Linked DNA regions of Hordeum vulgare: region 2 is linked to region 1. The links are chromatin contacts, called in public Hi-C maps. All regions are on one chromosome and are shown on one strand. Each heading gives the region's core, a stretch centred on a gene start, on an enhancer-like site or on the middle of the called end of the contact. The rest is flanking DNA. Distances are from core to core; before and after follow the strand shown. Region 1 holds the start of LOC123411248. Region 2 holds the start of LOC123413403 (probable sugar phosphate/phosphate translocator At3g14410).

The links. Hi-C and Micro-C count contacts between places; a contact is called where the count stands out from the background.
Region 2: a contact with region 1 is called in a Hi-C map of leaf, with 6 times the contacts expected there. The contact joins the promoter of LOC123413403 here to the promoter of LOC123411248 in region 1. A contact is called at or near these places in 3 of 6 Hi-C or Micro-C datasets (leaf and seedling) and 1 of 1 datasets of contacts at active chromatin or transcription factors (embryo).

The regions. Positions count from the first base shown.
Region 1 is chr7H:404,611,312-404,614,897 of MorexV3_pseudomolecules_assembly, forward strand. LOC123411248 reads left to right here and starts at 1,934. Exons shown (of 16, transcript XM_045104183.1): 1 at 1,934-2,480; 2 at 2,565-2,662; 3 at 3,222-3,378; 4 at 3,499-3,586. The coding sequence starts at 2,212.
Region 2 is chr7H:404,840,962-404,844,547 of MorexV3_pseudomolecules_assembly, forward strand. It overlaps LOC123413403 (probable sugar phosphate/phosphate translocator At3g14410), which reads left to right and starts at 1,835. Exons shown (of 8, transcript XM_045106334.1): 1 at 1,835-2,089; 2 at 3,281-3,388; 3 at 3,540-3,574. The coding sequence starts at 1,940.

The DNA of each region.
Region 1 (3,586 bases), core at 684-3,183:
TCTCGCGTCGAGATCTTTAAAACTAAATCCTATGTTGACAGATTTTGACAATCTTTTTTTATTCAAAAACCAGACAGAATAACTATGCCTCTTGTGGTAGAATAAAAAAACTGAAAACATAATTTTTTTCGTTTTCGAGAGGCACACGCGTGTCTCTCACGAAGGCAAAACCGTGACTCTCATGAAAACAAACCCGTGACTCTCACAAAAAAAACGCGTCTATTATTCGTTTCTGAGAGGCACGACCGTGCCTCTCGTGAAAGCAAAACCGCACCTTCCGTGAAAGCAAAACAATGTCTCTCACGAAATAACACGATTTTTTTCATTTATGAGAGCCACGTCCGTGACTCTCACGAAAGCAAAACCATGCCTCTGAGAGAAAACATGTTTTTTCATTTCCGAGAGTCACGGTCGTGCCTCTCGCGAAGGTAAAACCATGCCTCTCGCAAAAAATATAAAGAATTGTTTTGTCATCGGAAAAAATGATTTTTTTTATCAAAAAGCTAAAAAAGAACGGCGAAAAACCAAAAAATCAATCTGAAAAAATCAATCTAAAAAGCCGAAAGCACGTGTGGAGAAATTAAAAAATTAAAAAATCCAAAAAATATGTTCAGAACGTAAGACGTGGCGGTGGTTGAAAACGCGTTAGGTAGTGATGCGTGGAAGTGTTTGTTAGGAGGCTTTTAAAAAAGTGATTGCTAAGTAGTTGCTGTCACGACGCAGTGAGCCACGCATAGAGTTTCATAGGTTTTTTTGAATGAAAGGGGTTGCCCCGTGCCCCATTTTATTAAACGAAGCAGCAACACACAACAGAATCCACAACTACCATCACTCGGCAAAGCTAGGTTCCACCACACCAGGCACAACACACGGGTAATGCCCTGAGATGGCAAGCAACTAACACAAAAAGACTAAACTTACTATCAGGGATAGACCTGCAATCAGTACTTAGCAATCCCGCCACACATTACAAGCTAGAACATCAATCAGAAACCGGCGTCCATGCTATCCGAAGCAGCTCGCCTTGATGTTTGTCCATCAACAGGATAAATCTTCTTAACACCCTCGCTTGTGCAGCGTCGTAGAGCACCAACCATTTTTGTAAAGTCCCTCTTAGCTTGGCAAGGCCGCAGCCTAAACCCCTCCATGTACGTCCCTGAAAGCAAAAATCATTTTCAATGTCCAAATACTCCACAAGGAGGCAACAGTGACCATATTAAGCATAATTCTCTTCTTTTTTACTTTCCACGTGGAAGATATATCATCAAAACATTGAATCTTTTTAATCACAAAAAACTCAGAGATAATAGACCAAATATAGCTAGCATTAATACAATCAAAAAATAAGTGTTGTACAGTTCCCACTTCACTACAAAACAGACAAGTTAAGTTATCTACATTCTTTCTCTTAGCCACATTGTCTCTAGTCAAAAATTTGTTATATAAACACAGCCATAAAAATACATGGATGTTCTGGGGGCATAGAATCTTCCATAAGATATCTCCAAAAGGAGAACTCGCCCCACCAAAATTGATGCATTTGTATAATGATCTAACTGAGTAAGTGCCATTATGCTCTAACACCCAAATAGGCACATCATGGTTATTAGTTAAGGGAAAGTTCTTAATATGTTCAATGAGATCCTTCCAAATATTCATCATCCCCTGGTCCATACATCTTCTAAAAGTGAGTCTGAGAGTACTCCCATCCCAAACCAGGGACACCACACAGTCTTGTTGATTGCAGATTTCAAATAGGCCCCGGAATCTGACTTAACAATCCCAGCCCATTTAGTTTCATAGGGTTCTGTACGTTTGTCATTTTCGAGATTCGAGAAAAGGGTGTCCTGAACTTATTGGGCCCAGCCCACCGCGTAGGCATCGGTCCCGGCCCTGTTCGCCTTCACATCGTGGCATCGACTGAATCAAACGCCGCCGCCGGCCGCTGCCTCCACTACTGGCCTAGCCTCCCGGCGCCCCGCCTCCACGAGTCCCCCGGCGCCGTCAGCCTGCCCTTCCTCGCCAGTACGCCTCCCCTTGCTTCCCATCCCCCACCGCCCGTTCAGCCGTCCTCACCCTCGCGGTGGCGCCTGAGTCCGAGCTTAGCGCCCTCCGAGCACGAGCAGTCTTGCCGTCTTGTTCATTTCTGCCGGCGAGCACCGAGTGGGACGTCCTGAATACCTGAACCCCACTGCTAAACGCCATCAAGGTATGATGGCGCAGGCTTGGGCCGCGGCGGCGCTGCGCCGCTTGAGGCGTCCCCGCGATCCCTCCGCGGCATTTCTCTCCTCGCTCTTACATTCTTGCCTCCTCTCATCTGCCTCCGCGTACTCTCCGGGAGCGCCGCACGGGACGAAGCCGCCCGCCGGGGCCGGCTCTCCCATCAGCAGTTGCAGGAGCACGTGCAGTTGGTTCGACTCCCACGGGCGGCAGTCTGCTGCGGCTACGACTACGACGAGAGCCCTGCACCACGCTCCGAGGTAGAAGTTTTCGCGTCACGCGCCTCTCTAGTTTTCACTTAGCCATTGAGTGTCCTAACAAAGCCAACCCCTTCTGTCTCGAAGCTCTGACGGCTCTGTGGCCACCGTCTCAAGTGAGACTGCACCCACCTCGCAGTCTCAACTCTTACATTTCATCAAATCCACATTTGGGACACTCAAAGGTAATATCACCCGTTTGAATCGCAAGTCATAACATACTGCAATATCATATCCCATGCCGTGCCATTTTGTGGAACTATATGTTCTTGTTGATAGTTTGGGTACTCTCGTTGTTGTGTCTGCCCACACAGCTTTGCTGGTTATGGTGGAGAAGTATGCTCTTCTTAATTTTCATCTGCCATTTACAAACCAACAAAATTTTCAGTAAATTTCGCAATGCTTGATGAGAATGATGCTCTTCAGTTTTCATTGTGCAACACTCCAGGAGTCTTGTGGTATTTCATCATTTGTTCATAGCACTGGTGTGATAAAACTAAATAGGACGAAAGCCACAAGAAGTACTGTACACAATTACAAATAGTTTCCAAGGATATGATTGCACTGATATTTTTTGAATTTCTTCTGAAAGATGACATGGACTTGCATTTGATACAAATGACATAACAAAGACAATTTTGGCTATTCCTAGATGTAAGAATGAATGTAAATATGTAATGCACGGTCCTTTTCTTCAGGGGTTATTTGCTATCTGTTAATTCTTGCTTAACTGTTGTGATGCAGGAAAAAATCATTGTTGGTTGAATGCCGTGGAGGGCATTTGGAAAACATTTAATCAAGAAGGAATATATCTTGTTCTGTTGTATCAGTCACATGAAACATTAGACGGGGACAGTAAACATTCAGATGCTTTTAGAAAATTGAAATATCTTCATCAGAGGTAGTTGTGTAAAATCTGGCTGCTTTGTGATTTGGCAAAAGTCTCAAATTTCTTTATTGTCTTATTATCTGTTCATTGTAGGTACCCACACCTAAATGTTTTTGCTATGCAATATGGCAGTGGTATTAGTTCCCTAGCCACTCAAAGCCAAGCAGTTCGTACAATAATGGAGGAATACATTACGTTTCCTATCTTGTTGTCAGACAAA
Region 2 (3,586 bases), core at 585-3,084, 230 kb after region 1:
TATTGACCAGTCGCTTCCCGAGCCGCTGCTGCCACAGCTCGCCTGTCCCCGTCGCCTCGCCGCTCGCGCCCTGCTCGCCATCGCTCGCCTCGCTCCACGCCACGCACACACAAACTGCTCCCTGCTCCCGACTGAGGCCACGTTGAAGTTGTTGCGGCGGGTGCGCTGCAGCGTGCGGCAGTACGGGTGCGGCCGGCGTGGCGCCCTCCCCTTCCCTCCACTCCTCCCACGTCGTGCGCCTCTCCGACGTCGCCGACCCGGACCAGCTCTCCCCTACTTTGAGCTCTAGATGGGCACGCACCCAACATCGCCCTTCGTCGTGCTCCTCGGTGGCGAGCCCCTTGGCGTCTGGCTCGCGCGTAGGTCCGCAGTCCTCGGCCCGCCGTTGCCATACGCTGGCCTGATGACCTTCCGTTCCTCTCCACGGTTCCGCCTCCTTCCTATGTTGTGCGGCTGTTGCGGGCATGCGAGCGCGCTGCTGTTTGCTACGGCGGCCTAGGGAGAGCGCGCGGGAACGCGACGCGGCTACTGCAACGACGGCCTAGGCATTGCGGTGGATGCACGTGGAAGGGCTTCAGCGGGGTCCTGCAGGCGGCTGAGGCACGAACGACGGGTGGCAGCACAGTGGGGCTCGACGGCTGTGTGTTGAGGGTGCGTGGGCCTGGTGCAGGGAGGCGGGAGCCCGGTGGCCGAGTCGAGCTCGGGCAGGCAGTGCTCCCTTGCCCGTAGCTGAGGCGTTGGGCCATGGCGGACCGGTGCGAGCAGCTCCGTGCTCGGATGGGAGCTCTCGTAGAGGAAGAGGAGCACGTGGTGGTGGAGGAACCTGTCGACGGCGACCAGTCGGAAGAACGCGGTGCGCAGCTCCTACGCGAGGCGAGAGACCGGCGACCGAGTTGAGATCTTGCAAGCAGCGTCCGCGCCCCCGCAGTTGGAGATGATGGGCCATGGCGGCCGGCGCAGGCAATTCCGTACTCGGACGGGAGTTCGCATAGAGGAAGAGGAGCATGTGATGGCGGAGGAACCTGTCGACGGCTACCGGCCGGAAGGGCACGGCGCGCGGCTCCTGCATGAGGCGGGGCGGGATCACTTCTTGCGCTGCTACCCACCCACGGCGAGCTCCCTCCCGGTTGCCACGTATTGTGCTTGACCAGCCAATCCATCTTTAGTTTCAAAGATTGACCAGTCAACTCAACAGTACACGGAGCTCTAGTGTGAATCACTGACCGTATAATCGTCTTGTTGCGTATTTCATGACCGTAATGAACGTATTTTAAAGTTTAGTGATTGTACTATGCTTTGACCTCAACTTCAATAACTGTTGGTGTATTTATCTGTTTTAAGAATAGCAAATTATTAAAGATAAGGCTAATAAATATTTCATTGTAGATATTTTTCATTATTTCTAAACTAAATACAAGACTTAAAATAAAATTATCTTATTAACCATTGTACATGTTTTTATGGTTGTCTAAATAATCCAAATCTAGCACTCGTAGTAAATTGCTGGTCCTGTGTTCTGATATCTGGCAGGCTCCGCCTAAAACTTGACCTCTGAAATCATCTTTCCTTTACCGCATGGGACATGTGGTTAGCAAAATTAAAATTTATATCTTTCTTTTGACTCGCCCAAGTTCTGGCCTCGCCTGGCCTAACTTTTTGATTTCGCTATAAGGGCACTGACCGGTGGGTCCCAGCTAGTGCACGGCGCGTTGGCCTGCTCGCGCAGAGACGGAGGCCGGTCTGAATTCTGAAGTCCGAGCAACGTGCGTGCGGTGGTGTGTTGCACGCGAATCGCGAGGCACTCTCCTTTTGTTTTGTTTGTTTAAGTCCACCACCGTCGCATAACCGCAAAACGGCTCGGGACGCACCGACCGACGGCGAGACAAATTCTCCGTCTCCATTCCCCCCCACAGCAGCCAGCGAGCAAACCCAGCCAACCATGGAGAGAAATGGCGGGAAGCAGCAGCAGCAGCAGCCGGAGGCGGCGGTGGAGGCGCCGAGGAAGGGGGCGTGGCGGGACGGCGCCGTCACCTACTTCCACCTCCTCTTCTACATCGCCATCTCCGGCGGCCAGATCTTCTTCAACAAGGCAAGCCCCTCTCATCCTCCTCGCCCGACGTCCCGGGCCCGCCACCCCGCGATCCTGCCAGTCGCGGCAAGTTTCGTCGCTGCGCTTGCTCATTCCTGGTTGCGCGACACGGACGCGGTCTCGTCCGCGCCGTCCTGGGTTTCTAGGGTTTTAGCTTGCGGTCCACCGCGAATCCGTAGGCCTCCCCCTGCTGATCCGGTGGCTGACCTCCCCGTGCGGGGGAGGCGAGACGGATATGTTTCCAGTTTCTGGTGCTGGATTCCAATGCGTGCGAGTCAGGGGGACTTTTGTGATGGATCGGATCTCTGTCTCTGTCTCTGTCTCTGCTGCAGCGTAAGCGTTTTCAGTTCAAAGAGGGCGTGATTGTAAACGTGCAGGGGCGATTTTGAGGTTCGGTTCTTCTCATGCTTGCGATATTGTCTTTGGATATCGCCTTTGTGGTTGTCAGGAGAGCAAGCCTTGATGATATAATTCATCAAAATGAGTGTCATTCGCGGCTTGGGGTTTTCTGAGAGCCGATCACCCACCTGACTAACTATATCATGTCTAAAATTGGTGGATGTTTTGGATACATTTCTTTGCCTCTGAGTCCAATAGCTTGAGATCTGGGAATAGTTTGTTGCTTGCTTGGGTTGCTCACTCAACCTGGACCCCTTTTTCATGCAAAGGGTTGACCCAGATTCTCTTGTCATAGCTCGATCTGCTTCCACAACAAGTAACTGGATTCCCTTCTACTGTTATTATTGTTAGTTTAGTACATGGTGCACTGATACATTAGGCTCATGGAGATCTTATGAACTGAATTCCATTAGCTTTAAGGAGCACAAGCTGCAAAAAAAGAAAAATCCAACCTGCAGTTTTTCTCGAACATGGACCATGTGAACTGCTACATATAAATCTCATTGACGCTTCTCAAGATGCATATATTTTTGGACCAACTGGATAGCTTCTTGTTCCTCTATAATGATTCATGGAAATTGAGAATAAGCACTTTAAGTGTAAACATTGATGACCCTTGCTTCAAAAGATTGACAAACCGCTTTGTAACAAACTTCTATTTGTGATGATTAGTTCTGGGGTGGTTTCATAATTTCTTTGATGTGCTTAAACTGATGGATTCTTTTTCTGTGCCAAATATCCATTTCATATTTTTGTAACATTGTTAAGTGCTTTGTTTATCCTGATTTGCAGTGGGTGTTATCCTCAAAAGAGATCAACTTCCCCTATCCAGTGGCACTAACTTTGCTGCATATGGTCTTCTCATCTGTAGTATGCTTTGCAGCTACAAAGATTTTCAAGGTACTTAATAGCCTCAAAATTATACATGGTTGCTGTATCTATCTCTAATCTGTGTAATGACTAAGGCTTCATATTGTTTGGAATTCAAGTTACTTAACATTCAAGAAATCCGTAATCTTACCTTTTTTTTTACTTTGTTCATATTTCCCAGGTCATAAAGATTGATGAAGGAATGACTACGGACGTGTGAGTCTTGGA